Regions from separate parts of the Ovis aries genome. Here regions 2 and 3 are each linked to region 1. The links are chromatin contacts, called in public Hi-C maps. All regions are on one chromosome and are shown on one strand. Each heading gives the region's core, a stretch centred on a gene start, on an enhancer-like site or on the middle of the called end of the contact. The rest is flanking DNA. Distances are from core to core; before and after follow the strand shown.

Region 1 (4,715 bases), core at 1,234-3,733:
AGGCTACAGTCCATGAGGTCGTGAAGAGTTGGACACGACTGAGCGACTTCACTTCACAAGGTGGTTCAGTTCAGTTCAGTCTCTCAGTCGTGTCTGACTCTTTGCAACCCCATGAATCGTAGCACGCCAGGCCTCCCTGTCCATCACGAACTCCTGGAGTTCACTCAGACTCACGTCCATTGAGTCAGTGGTGCCATCCAGCCATTTCATCCTCTGTCACCCCCTTCTCCTCCTGCCCCCAATCCCTCCCAGCATCAGAGTCTTTTCCAATGAGTCAACTTTTCGCAAGAGGTGGCCAAAGTACTGGAGTTTCAGCTTCAGCATCATTCCCTCCAAAGAAATCCCAGGGCACAAGGTGGTTCAGTTCAGTTCAGTTCAGTCGGTCACTCGTGTCTGACTCTTTGCGACCCCATGAATTGCAGCACGCCAGTCCTCCCTGTCCACCACCAACTCCTGGAGTTCACTCAGATTCATGTCCATCAAGTCAGTGATGCCATCCAGCCATTTCATCCTCTGTCGTCCCCTTCTCCTCCTGCCCCCAATCCCTCCCAGCATCAGAGTCTTTTCCAGTGAGTCAACTCTTCGCATGAGGTGGCCAAAGTACTGGAGTTTCAGCTTTAGCATCATTCCTTCCAAAAAAAATCCCAGGGCTGATCTCTTTCAGAATGGACTGGTTGGATCTCCTTGCAGTCCAAGGGACTCTCGAGTCTTCTCCAACACCACAGTTCAAAAGCATCAATTCTTCAGTGCTCAGCCTTCTTCACAGTCCAACTCTCACATCCATACATGACCACAGGAAAAACCATAGCCTTGACTAGACGGACCTTAGTCGGCAAAGTAATGTCTCTGCTTTTGAATATGCTATCTAGGTTGGTCATAACTTTTCTTCCAAGGAGTAAGCGTCTTTTAATTTCATGGCTGCAGTCACCATCTGCAGTGATTTTGGACCCCCCCCAAAATAAAGTCTGACACTGTTTCCACTGTTTCCCCATCTATTTCCCATGAAATGATGGGACTGGATGCCATGATCTTCGTTTTCTGAATGTTGAGCTTTAAGCCAACTTTTTCACTCTCCTCTTTCACTTTCATCAAGAGGCTTTTTAGTTCCTCTTCATTTTCTGCCATAAGGGTGGTGTCATGTGCATATCTGAGGTTATTGATATTTCTCCCGGCAATCTTGATTCCAGCTTGTGTTTCTTCCAGTCCAGCGTTTCTCATGATGTACTCTGCATATAAGTTAAATAAGCAGGGTGACAATATACAGCCTTGATGCACTCCTTTTCCTATTTGGAACCAGTCTGTTGTTCCATGTCCAGTTCTAACTGTTGCTTCCTGACCTGCATACAGATTTCTCAAGAGGCAGGTCAGGTGGTCTGTATTCCCATCTCTTTCAGAATTTTCCACAGTTTATTGTGATCCACACAGTCAAAGGCTTTGGCATGGTTAATAAAGCATATTTTTCTCTGGAACTCTCTTGCTTTTTCCATGATCCAGCGGATGCTGGCAATTTGATCTCTGGTTCCTCTGTCTTTTCTAAAACCAGCTTGAACATCAGGAAGTTCACGGTTCACGTATTGTTGAAGCCTGGCTTGTAGAATTTTGAGCATTACTTTACTAGCATGTGAGATGAGTGCAATTGTGGGGTAGTTTGAGCATTCTTTGGCATTGCCTTTCTTTGGGGTTGGAATGAAACTGACCTTTTCCAGTCCTGTGGCCACTGCTGAGTTTTCCAAATTTGCTGGCATATTGAGTGCAGCACTTTAGGGGGATCAAAAAACTCCAAGTTTGGAAATTTTGGGGAAGCTAAGTGAAATGGGGAGGATGAGACGAAACTAAGGAGAATGAGGGGGTGTGGAAGTGAGAGGAGCAGGGGGGAATAAAATGAGGGAAAGAAAAGGAGAAAGAAAGAAACCGAGAGGAGTAAAAGAGGAATGGCAGAGAAAAATCCTAAATAAGGAAATCCAGGAAAGGGAAAAAAAGGAATAAGAAAGGGGGCAAGAAAGAAAGGAAAGGGCCGAAAGGAGTAAAGAAAGAGGAAAAAAGAACATAAAAATAAATGAGAGAAAAAGGGGCAAAGGAACAGAAAAATAAATATGAAAGAAAGAATGGAAGAAGAAAGGCAAAGAGAAGCAAGGCGTGGGGGGCGGGCGTGCAGACAGAGGGAGAACTACTAACGCACTGGCATTCCGGGAAGCTGGAGCAAAGACCATCTCAGATGGGGTTCAGGGAAGACATGGGAGAGAGCAATTGAGGGGAAAGGGGGAAAGGAATGAAGGGAGAAGAAACGGACAGAAACCGAGGAGCGGTTGAGCGTGCTTCTGTGAGTTTTGTTGCAGGAGCGTGTCGGTTACCCCCGAGGCGCGCACAGCACCCTCGGACACCCAGCACTGGCCACGCGCTCTCTGCACCTCACCCCACCCCCACCCCGCTTCTCGAAGGCGGCGTCTCTCCTGTAGGGGGACCCGTCCGCGGTGGGACCAGGCACATTGGTCCGCCCGTTAAGCTCGAGACCGGGGGTGGCGCGGCGGCTCTCGGGGATTCCTGGCCCAAGATGCGCCAGAAGCACAGAGACAGCCCGAGCCGAAGCGCGGCGAGACTCACAGAAGGAAGCCGAGCGGGGCCGGGCTCCCGGGAGCGCGGCAGAAGGTGCGGGCGGCCCTGCGGGTGCTGGGGCGAGATGGGGGCGGAAGCCCGGTGGGAGCGGGGCGGGGGAGGGGGACAGTACCGTGCCGCCGGCTCCCGGGCGCGCGCGGGCGAAGCTGCGGCGGCCCCGCGTGGTCGGCCGGCCCCCCGGCGGGTCATTTGCATGCTGTCACGGCTCCGCGCTGACACCCGGGCGCGCGGCTCGCTCGCTCGCTCACTCGCGCTCGGCTTCTGCCGCCGCTCCGCCGGCGCAGACCCGGAGAGCCTGAGAGCCGGCGAGTCCCCGAGCTGGCGAGGGAGGGAGGGAACCCGAGAGGGAGGGAGCGAGGGCGCGCCCCGGCTCTCTGTCGGCCCCGCCGCCCGCCCTTCCTGCTACCCCAGGTCCGCCCCCGGCCCCCGCTCTCACACTTGGGAAACTTGGGACGGCGCGGGGGCCGCGTGTGGCACCTCGGGGTGGGGGGGGGGGCGGCCCTGGCCTGGAGAGGCGGAGGAGGAGGAGGGGGGCGGAGAGGAGGAGGAAGAGGAGGAAGTGAGCCCGAAGGATCCGCTCAGAGCTGTTTGTCCAGCTGTTTCTATTCGCACCCCGAGCGGCGCAGCCAGAAGGGGGCCGAGCCGACGGTGGCCGGCTTTTGACGCTCATTTCCAACTCTTCTTCTCCTCGCAGCTTGTCTGTCCCAGACACCCTGGAGTCTCCTCCGGCCGGCCCGGCGGGCGCGCACCTGCCGGCTGCCCCTGACCTCGCGGGCCAGGCGGGCCCCGAGCTGGAGAACATGGCCCAGCCCAAGTCCGACTGCCGCTCACCTGTCGGCCTCGACTGCTGCAACTGCTGCCTGGACCTGGCCCACCGGAGCGGGCTCCAGCGCGACAACGGCGGGGACAACAACAACTCGGGCAGCCCCACCGTGAGCAACTTTCGGCAGCTGCAGGAGAAGCTGGTCTTCGAGAACCTCAACACCGACAAGCTCAATAGCATAATGCGGCAGGATTCGCTAGAGCCCGTGCTGCGGGACCCCTGCTATCTGATCAACGAGGGCATCTGCAACCGCAACATTGACCAGACCATGCTTTCCATTCTGCTCTTCTTCCACAGGTAGGTGGCGGGGCCCGCGCGGGTGGGCACCTGGTCCCGGCTGCCTCGCACCTGCCTGGGCTGAATGCGCCCCTCCGGAAGGCCGAGAGGGGCACTGGAGGTTTGGGCGCCCAGGACCGCCACAACCCGACCCAGGAGGCTACCTGGATTCCTGTGTGGCTGAGGGCAGGCCTGGCAGGTGGGAGCCCTGTTTGGAAAGGTGCCTGCGGAGGCTTTCCTGGGGAAATGCTGGAGCCCAGAAGATGGACAGAGCGACAGAGCGGTAGATGCTTTGGGGATAGTCGGCGGCACTTTCTACCCAAATGTTTGCATTTCTATGGCCACTTTGGAGAGTCTGCCATGGGATGCTCTTGGGACCTGAGTTCCATGCTTATCAAAAGTCCATTTCCAAACAGGCAAACTTGGGCGGAAATTGCAAGGGCTTTTAAATTACTGAGTGGCCCTGACTGAGAATAGGGGCAAGCAAATTGTCCCGGCAGATTCAGCTGCTACTGGTGTGGGGGAGGGTGGGGAATAAGAAAAATTAAGAGACCTGTGAGAATTTCTTGAAACTCTGGATAGGGGGACCCCTCCCCATCCATGATCCACCATGGATCACAGCCTTCCATTTCCAGTGATAGCTAAAAGCAGCCCCAAAGAGCATCCCAGGACAGGAGGGTGGATGAGTCCATGTCATGGCAAACCTGTTGTTGGAGTGCAGGTCAGACTTTCTAGAAATCCTGCTGAAGGGCAAGGAAGGGAGAGTGGAGGAGAAAAACACAATGGGAAGACCAAAGGTGGCTGCAGTCTTCCAGTCTGAGGCACTCTGGTAAGGGCCGGTCTTGGGCAGACAACTGCAGCAATTTTGAAGCAGGAGAGGCAACTTTAGGAAACTCAGCTGTGGGTTTGGTGTTCTTAGAGCCCTAGGAACGAGGCACTGGTGTGTGTGTGTGTGCATGCGCGTGAGGGTGGGTGGGTGGGTTTTCTTCTTCCTCAAGGTCAC
Region 2 (4,715 bases), core at 1,205-3,704, 130 kb before region 1:
CTGCAGTATTCTGGCCTGGAGAATTCCATGGACTGTATAGTCCATGTATAATCCATGGGATTGCAAAGAGTTGGACACGACTGAGTGACTTTCACTTTCACTTCATGAGGGTGAAAGAGATCATGGCATTTGCTCTCATCACTTCATGGCAAATAGAAAGGGGAAAGTGGAAGCAGTGGCAGATTTTATTCTCTTGGGATCTAAAATCACTGCAGACTGACTGCAGCCATGAAATTAAAAGATGCTTGCTCCTTGGAAGAAAAGCTATGACAAGCCTAGACGGCATATTGAAAGACAGAAACATCTCTTTGCCAGCAAAGGTTCATCTAGTCAAAGGTATGGTTTTCCCAGTAGTCATGTATGGATGTGAGAGTTGGACCATACCTAAGGCTGAGCACCAAAGAACTGACTCTTTCAAACTGCGGTGCTGGAGACTCTTTTGTGTGTGTGTGTGGGGGGGCTTTGAGAGTCCCCTGGACAGCAAGGAGATCAAACCAGTCCATCCTAAAGGAAATCAGTCCTGAGTATTCACTGGAAGGACTGATGTTAAAGTTGAAGCTCCAATACTTTGGCCACCTGATGCGAGCAGCTGGCTCATTGGAAAAGACCCTGATGCTGGGAAAGACTGAAGGCAAAAGGAGAAGGGGGTGTCAGAGGATGAGATGGTTAGATATCCATATCCCTCAATGGATATGAATTGAAGCAAACTGGGAATAGTGAAGGACAGGGAAGCCTGGCATGCTGCAGTCTATAGGGTCACAAAGAGTCAGATAGGATTTAATGACTGAATAACAACAACAAATCTGAGCTTTAACTTATTTTAACATTTAAAAGAAAAAAGAAAGAAAATTCTAGAAGTCCCACAATGTTTTAGGCAGGTCTCGTGAACCAATATTTATGTATCTTTCTGAAATTATAGCTAATAAGTCTTTAGAACTTTGCACCCTGGTTTTCTTTTTACCCATAACACATATAACCCCTAGTAAAAATATGCTTGTTTATCATGTCTCTCTCCCAACTAGAATGAAAGCTTATTAAAGAATCTGTTTTGTTCACTGCTATACCTTCAACACCTAGAATAGTGCCTGGCACATTGCAGGTACTCAACAAATATCTGCTGAATTAATGAATGAATGTGAGTATGCTGGCCCTGACATAAAGGTAAAATGCAAAATTATAGACAAGGTTACATTTCTTCATTACATGAGAGAAATTTCCCTTACATTTTCTTTTCACACAATTACTCAAAATGACAATCGTGTTCTGTCATTTATGTATTGTTTGCTGATTATGAAAGAGTTGGGAAAATTTGGAATAACAACCTAGGTGCTAGGTAACCACATATTCTGAAATAGTTTTCCACCCAATGTTAAAAGAAAGGAAAAGTTACCTCTCTTGGGTAATCAGCTATGCTTTACCTACCCTTATGTGTGAGGGCTTCCCTGATAGCTCAGTTGGTAAAGGATCTGCCTGCAATGCAGGAGACCCTGGTTCAATTCCTGGGTTGGGAAGATCCCCTGGAGAAGGGATAGGCTACCTACTCCAGTATTCTTGGGCTTCCGTGGTGGCTCAGCTGGTAAAGAATCCGCCTGCAATGTGGGAGACCTGGGTTCAATCTCTGGGTTGGAAAGATCCCCTGGAGAAGGGAAAGGCTACCCACTCCAGTATTTTGGCCTGCAGAATTCCATGGACTGTATAGACCACGGGGTCACAAAGAGTCAGACAGGACTGATCAGCTTTCACTTTCACTTTCATGATGTGTGAAAGATTACACTTACAACAGCAAGCCACCAGAGGGTACTGTTTATTCAATTATCCTTTCTCGGTATCTATTACGTACCAAGCCATGTGCTGGGTATAAAAAAGTGGAGAGCACACAGTATGCCTTCTCAGAGTTTACAGTCTAGTGGAGAGACAGATCAATACATAGAAGTGCTAAGACTGAAGTATGCATAAAGTGCTTCAGGTACACAGGGGAAGGAGAGAGAGAGTACAGAGCATGTGTGATGGGTTCCTGGAGGAGGGGATGCCTGAGCTGAGTCTTAAGAGACAAGCAGTAGTCAGCCAGGAGAAGAGGGGAGGAGTGGAAGTTCTATGAGGGCAGGGGCCATCTTCACACTGTATTTCCAATGCCTAGCCCAAGGCAGAAATATGCCTAAATATCTGTGGAATATGAATGACAAAAGTACAAAGTGCAGGTAGTAAAGAGCACATGCTAGAGGTAGGTAGGGTCCAGACTATGATGGGTCTTATAAACCTTTATTTTAATCATGATGGGGAACCACTGAATTGTTTGTGGTAGGGGAATGACATATGGGATTTGCATTTTTTTTAAGTTCATTCCCACAACAATGTGGAAAGTAGATTAGAGAAGGGGACAGCATGACTCAGATAGACCAGCTAGGAACTGTGGTTTCCAAAAGGAATGTGTCATGGCCACTGCCTTTAAGAAGCTTATAGTCCACAGAAGGAAATGAGACAGAATCTGGTCATTCTAATACAGCCAAGCAGGCAGTGTACCAGAGGTGATGCACTGGCTGCTCTGCCCAAGGTCTTGCAGCTGGTGGGTGGCAGAGCCAGTAACAGAAACCAGGTTTCCTGATTCCAAGTCTAGGGCTTTTCCCCAAGCTCTCCTTTTAACTGCCTTTCACAACCACAGAATTATGTAAGGGAAAGAAAGTAGCGTGAGCCAATGAAAAAATATGCTTTCTTTAGCCTCAGACTAGACTGTGGGGAGCATTTACCCTCCCCAAGACCTTTGTCTCTGGGTGATGGCTGCAGTATCCCGGTACTTCCTATATACATATGGAGCAAGACAGCCCAGGAAATTCACATTCTGACAGTTAAGGTTAGGGAAACCACCATTCTGAGAAAAGTCATTCTTTATGAGGCAGGGGACTTCAGATGACAAAAGGGAAAAAAAAAAAACTGGTTCCATGTTCAAAAAAGGAAGATGGTCACTAGAAAGAACAGGGGCCCAAGTGGAAGAGTGAAAATAGCTGCTACGTGCGTGCTTAGTTGTGTCTGACTCTCTGCAACATAATAGACTGTAGCTGGCCAGTCTCCTCTGTCCATGGCAAGAATACTGGAGTGGGTTGCCATTTCCTTTTCCAGGGGATCTTCCCAACCCAGGGATTGAACCCATGTCTCCTGCATTGGCAGGCAGATTCTTTACCACTGACCCACTTGGGAAGCCCTGAAAACAGCTGAAGAAGGGGCTATATTGTTTCTAAGCTGTGGAGGGTGGAGGAACTGGGGGGTAGGGAAAGAAGATGGAGAAGCACCAGGAAAGAGCCTCAGCACAAGGACCTGAAGAATTCTGTATAAGAGCATCAGTGAAAAAGGAGACCCCAGAAAAATGTCCAATTACATAAGCAGATAACAAAGATGCCTGGACAACGTATTTTCAGGAGTCCCAACTACCTCATGAGCCAGGAGAGGGATGACAGCTAAGGGGTTTCTATATGGGAAAGTCCAAGGAAATAAAGGGGTCCTGAGAAGAGCCCTTGGTCAGGCTATCTCGGTGGGGATGGGGTTGGGGATGGACAGAGACAGAGAGAGTGAGGGCACAGACATGCACGTGCATCCGTGTGAACACTCTGTGGGAAGGATTCCTGGGTGTCCTGGGGTAAGGGTTTATCTTTACTGAACCAAAAATCAAATCAAAAATAGTTAAAAGAATGGCCTTTGAAGTTAGACAGCCTCAGGTTAGCCTCCCAGCTCTGCTGCTTACCAATGACCTGTCTGGTCTTGGGCAAGCAGCCTAAGTTTCCTCTTTTGCAAATAAGGATGAGACTAGTATCCAGCCTTGTAATGGTTTGTACACGTTTATTAGATTAAGCAACCGAAATAAAGCACCAAATGCATTTTCTGATATATAATGGGTAGTCAGATAGTTGTTTTTTTTTTGTTTGTTTCGATTTTCCTACTACTGCTCTGATGATGATGATGACTGTAACTACTCTTGCTAAAACCACTGTATCTTCTGGGGTTGTCTGCAGAACAAATGAGCAAGCCCTCTTTTATCATCTGGTTTATTTTTATTCAGTTTCTGCATGTTTTTCTTTCTGGAACATCCTGGGTCATGATTACTTTTCTCTGAGAGTACCGTGTCTCTTTTCTTATACTTCTTGCCACACCTAAGCATCAAGATCTCATGCCCGAAGGTAGTTACCTCCGTACTGTGGGACAGGGTTTGTCTTGCCTCTGAACATAACATGGTCTGTCTTCCTACCAGGAGTCAGACCATCACCTTCTCCCTCCATTTAGAGTAGAAGGCTGGTGCCAAAATGGAGATTAAGTGCTGATTTCTGACAAAACACTGATTACATTTCACATCTTTGGCTGGGAAGGAATGTGGCTGGCTCAAGCATGTTATTCTCTGCTTTTCTGCTCTGAGCTCTCCCCGTAATTATCACAATTCCCTAGGCTCAGAGCCCAAAAGATATTAGGCTGAATCTCGAAGAAATAGGTGTGTAAGCAAGAAAGCTAACACATTCCCTTACTTATAAAAATGTAATAGCGTAATTACATTCTGTTGCAGTTTCCTCTGCAATGCTCCCTAATGGAGAGGACCCCATCTGTCCTGTACTCTAAGCTCCAAGCAGCATAAAGCACTATACCTTGGAGGCTCATTAAAATACTTGTTAATGCATTGATGAATATGCACCTTCCCACATCCAATCCCTGCTCTGTAGCTCAGGGATTCACTGGTT
Region 3 (4,715 bases), core at 1,378-3,877, 69 kb after region 1:
CAGAGCAGCTGGAGAAGTTCCAGTCCCGTCTGAGCCCTGAGGAGCCAGCTCCTGAAACCCCAGAAACCCCTGAGGCCCCTGGTGGTTCTGCGGTGTAAGTGGCTCTGTCCTCAGGGTGGGCAGAGCCACTAAACTTGTCCTACCTAGTTCTTTCCAGTTTGTTTTTTGGCTCCCCAAGCGTCATCTCACGTGGAGAACTTTACACCTAGCCTAGCTGGTGCCAAGAGATGTCCCAAGGACATGGCCACCTGGGTCCACTCCAGTGACAGACCCCTGACAAAGAGTAGGTCTCTAGAGGCTGAGTTGCATGGGGCCTCATCACCCCAAGCCAGTGAGCCTCTAATGCCACTGCGCCCTGTGGGCTCCCAGAGCCTGAGCAATTTAGCTGCAACTGGCAAAGGAGAAAGGTAGTTTAAGACGGGCCGCTCCAGAAAGTCTAAGGGGTCTGTTTTTTTTTTTCATTTCCATGGACATCTTCAACAGCTTCAACCTGACAAAAACTGTCCTATGGAGAAACCAATTGTGGTTTAAGCAGAGGCAACCTCTCTCTCCTCCATTGCCTCACCAGGACAGGGCCACAGTTGGGAGAGATTGAGCCAAGTCAGCCTTCTGTTGGTGAATATGGTGTAATGCATGGCTTTGTGCACAGCCCAGTGTGCGATTATGGCTTTGGGATGACCGCTTACAAAGTTCTGTTTGGTTAGTATTGGCATAGTTTTTTCTATATAGCCATACATGCGTATATATACCCATAGGGCTAGATCTGTATCTTAGTGTAGTGATGTATACGTATACACATACACCTGTGTGTTGAAGGGCCTAATCAGCTTTGGAAGTATCGAGTGGTCCCTTATCTCTTAAAGCTAATTCTTAGATTTGTTTATTTACCAAGTGGATCCAGTTTGTCCTTTAGGTTAAGTAAAATTAAAGAGTAAAGGCACGTGTATACCCGTGGCGGATTCATGTTGATGTATGGCAAAACCAATACAATATTGTAATTAGCCTCCAATTAAACAAATTTATATTAAAAAAAAAAAGAGTAAAGGCAGGGAGGGGGCCAGCCTCTAAATGCCTTGCTGCTGCAACCTTTGCCCCATATGTCCCCTGAATACATGTGAGGTCCCCTTCTGAATGCCAAACCCACCATTCACTGGTGCTGACTACATAGAATGGGGTTGAGAGAAGATCAGCTGGGACTTTGTCATCTGAAAACCTTGTTTTGTTGTTAACGGTTGTGGAAAACTTTCAAGTGCAGAGAATGATCAGCTTGCCGGTGTCCTCTCATGGACAAGGGAATAACTCTGACCCAATGATGCCTGGGTGATGTGCTCAGGGAGCTTGTCTCTAGGGAGTTCTGTGGCAGTTGAACACTTCCCACTTTCTAACACCTTATCCTGATGTTATGTCTCCAGGATTTGGATTTTGATTTTTCAAATGTAGCTTGACATTTCAATAAACTTTGCTCTTTTTTTTTTTTTCTAAAAATAAACCTGGTGTCCGCCTGAGCTTAAAACAGAGTGGGTGGTAGAGGCCCTAATGGTGGTTGGGGGCACTGTTTTTCTGACTCATCTGCTCATGGGCACGACCTGAGTGGCAGGCCTGTGCTACACCAATGATCTTGCGTAACTGTCACAACACCCCCATTGTACGGGTGAGTAAGCGGAGACTCAGCCCGCTGAAGTGACTTGCCAAAAGTCACACAGCTATTATGGCAAATTGGGACCCAATCTTCCATCCATCCCTCTCTCCCACTCCTGCTTTCATATGGCAGCTTGGGAGTGAGTGGTGAGGTGACTACTAATGTACAACTTCAGCTTGAGGGGTGATTTGCAAGGAAGGGTCCCCCAAGAAAGGCCCCAAAAGAAAATGGCACGGTGTCCATGTGAGGGAGCAAGAAGAGGGGAACCAAATAAACACAAATGGGCCTCTCTCCTCTGAAACATCATCCAGATCACTTAGTACATTTACCTTAATACCACCCACAGGAGACCACTGACACTGGAAAAGGGGCTAAGAGGGCCTCAGTGAGAAAAGGACACACAGTATATACGATGGCCCAAACCCCATCCCACTCCCCCAAGGGGAGATGCTCTCAAGCTCTGCTGCTGCACTTGTTACTACTGAGATTTTGCTCACAAAACCCACCAGCCCCTTGGGCACGGCCAAGTCTAAGTATCCCAACTCCACTTCCCTCCTCTGTCTCTCCTTGGAGGCATCCTTACTTACCCATCACCCTTTCCTGGGCTCCATGTCTCTGGCATCTGGGGTCCAGCCATTTCTCTGATTCTGGGCATTCACTGTCTCCTCCACTGTGTCCTTACCTGGAGCCACTATGGGCCCTAAGCTGTGGTCTAAGCCTCCCAGTTTCCCAAGGGAGGGAATCACTCCTGTGTGAGTGACTCCGTTCCATCTCAGCTTCCTGTAGCATATGCACCTACCTCTTTGTCACTTGAAATTTAAAGGAATTCCTTGACCTTCCTGAGCCATAAACCTCAAGGGCCAAGAGGTCTTGGCTCCTTTTCTTGCACCCATCACTGACTGGATATATTTCCAATGGCAGGCTTCTTTCACTGTAAAGGTCACACATGTAGGCCTATTCGTTTAGAATCACTAAACCTCTTCTTCACAACCTTACCCTGCTTGCTGGTCTCTCAAATCCCAACTTCTCTTTCTGCTCCTCACCTCTCAACTCATGATGCCAAGCTCATTGTCTGCACCTGCCCATTTGATCAATTTCCTGGCTGTGCAGACTTCACAGCTGGTAGAATGGACACAAAGGTTGCATCAAGCAGCTACTCCCCCAGTTCCCCTCATCTCTCCACCCAACCCAGTTCTCCCCAGTTCCCACTTACTCCCATCCCCTCCCCATCTCACGAACTGAGGGACTTTTCCACTCTTAGGCTCATCTGCAGACTTCCCATATGCTGATTTCCAGCCAAATAAGAACCAACAGATGAAAAAAGGAAACTCAGGAGATGGCCCAGCAAACATACAGCCCTCTCTGGTCATCCAGCCCTTCCCTATGAGAAAGGGGAAAAACATACCCACAGTCACACAGTGGGAAAGAGAGAACAAGTACGTTGCCCAGGCAACCATGACTAAACAGAGACAAACACTGCACCTTCTGAGGCCACAGCAGTTGCTAGACTAGATAAGAGGAACTTTGTGGCTGTTTGTCAGTCACATAGAGGAGCAGCTCTTGTTGTTTTTGTTCCACAGAAAACCAGCAGGGGTGGGGAAAGGCAAAAGAAAACATGACTCCTGGAAAGACCTTCACAGCTTGGGGCTTCCGGGCCCAGCTGGTCGGGCTGGACCCAGTACAAGGAAAAGAACCAGAAGTACCGAAGCGGTATGTTCCCCTGCCTGGACATGCTCCCTCTCCCAGGACCCTCCTACCACCGTCTCATCTGATCCTCATGCAGCCTGCCGCCCCCTCCCCACCGCCACAGCCATGTTTCCTGCCCTTACAGAAACAGACACTTGTGATTCACCTCCATTTCACAGATAAGAAAACTCAGAACCAGAGAGCTCAGTGCTACTCCCACTGATCCCATGGGACCTTGGTGACATCAGGAGCCCCTTTTAAATGTCAAAACTCTCCCCCAATCTATCCCAACCCAAAAGTAGTTGAACTCTTAATATAGTCATACCTCACTTTATTGTACTTTGCAGATATTTTTTTTTTTTAAACAAAGGTTTCTGGCCACCCTGCATCAAACAAATCTATCAGTGCCATTTTTGCAACAGTGTTTGCTCACTTTGTGTCCTGGTGTGACATTTCAGTAATTCTTGTGATGTTTTCAACTTTTTCACTGTTGCTATATTTTTATGGTGATCTGAGATCTTTGATGATACTATGACTTGCTGAAGGCTCAGATGATGCTTGGCATTTTTCAGTGATAAGGTATTTTTTAATTATGGTATGTACATTGCTTTTTCTGAATGTTGAGCTTTAAGCCAACTTGAAATAGATGGGGAAACAGTGAAAACAGTGTCAGACTTCATTTTGGGGGGCTCCAAAATCATGGCAGATGGTGATTGCAGCCATGAAATTAGAAGACGCTTACTCCTTGGAAGGAAAGTTATGACCAACCTAGATGACATATTCAAAAGCAGAGACATTACTTTGCCAACAAAGGTCTGTCTGGTCAAGGCTATGGTTTTTCCAGTGTTCATGTATGGATGTGAGAGCTGGACTGTGAAGAAGGCTGAGCACTGAAGAATTGATGCTTTTGAACTGCAGTGTTGGAGAAGACTCTTGAGAGTCCCTTGGACTGCAAGGAGATCCAACCAGTCCATTCTAAAGGAGATCAGTACTGGGTGTTCTTTGGAGGGAATGATGCTGAAGCTGAAACTCCAGTACTTTGGCCACCTCATGTGAAGAGTTGACTCATTGGAAAAGACCCTGATGCTGGGAGGGATTGGGGGCAGGAGGAGAAGGGGACGACAGAGGATGAGATGGTTGGATGGCATCACCGACTCGATGGACATGAGTTTGAGTGAACGCTGGAGTTGGTGATAGACAGGGAGGCCTGGCATGCTGCAATTCATGGGGTTGCAAAGAGTCGGACACGACTGAGCGACTGAACTGAACTGAACTGAACATTGTTTTTTAAGCCCTAATGCTACTGCACACTTAATAGACTACAGTATACTGTAAACATACATTTGATATGCACTGGGAAACAAAAAAATTCACGTGACTTGCTTTATTA

What was found. A called contact is a pair of places that touch in the nucleus more often than the background predicts.
Region 2: a Hi-C map of tail adipose tissue shows a contact between it and region 1, with 7 times the contacts expected there. The contact joins the enhancer-like site here to the promoter of TSC22D3 in region 1. A contact is called at or near these places in 3 of 16 Hi-C or Micro-C datasets (skin fibroblasts and tail adipose tissue).
Region 3: a Hi-C map of mesenteric adipose tissue shows a contact between it and region 1, with 2.8 times the contacts expected there. The contact joins the enhancer-like site here to the promoter of TSC22D3 in region 1. A contact is called at or near these places in 7 of 16 Hi-C or Micro-C datasets (blood, hypothalamus, mesenteric adipose tissue and 3 more).

Annotation. Positions count from the first base shown.
Region 1 is chrX:127,487,647-127,492,361 of ARS-UI_Ramb_v3.0, forward strand. TSC22D3 (TSC22 domain family member 3) reads left to right here and starts at 2,484. Exons shown (of 4, transcript XM_027963356.3): 1 at 2,484-2,646; 2 at 3,308-3,733. The coding sequence starts at 2,552.
Region 2 is chrX:127,359,722-127,364,436 of ARS-UI_Ramb_v3.0, forward strand. All of the region lies in intron 3 of MID2 (midline 2), which reads right to left. Among named protein-coding and RNA genes, the nearest start is that of MID2, 61 kb to the right of the region's middle. Within about 2 kb of position 2,455, at least 2 of the 54 cell types and tissues checked have an H3K27ac peak or open chromatin away from gene starts, as enhancers often do.
Region 3 is chrX:127,556,249-127,560,963 of ARS-UI_Ramb_v3.0, forward strand. TSC22D3 (TSC22 domain family member 3) reads left to right here. Exons shown (of 4, transcript XM_027963356.3): 4 at 1-1,485. The coding sequence ends at 98. Among named protein-coding and RNA genes, the nearest start is that of TRNAG-CCC, 57 kb to the right of the region's middle. Within about 2 kb of position 2,628, at least 20 of the 54 cell types and tissues checked have an H3K27ac peak or open chromatin away from gene starts, as enhancers often do. A contact at or near this core is called in tail adipose tissue, where this site is marked.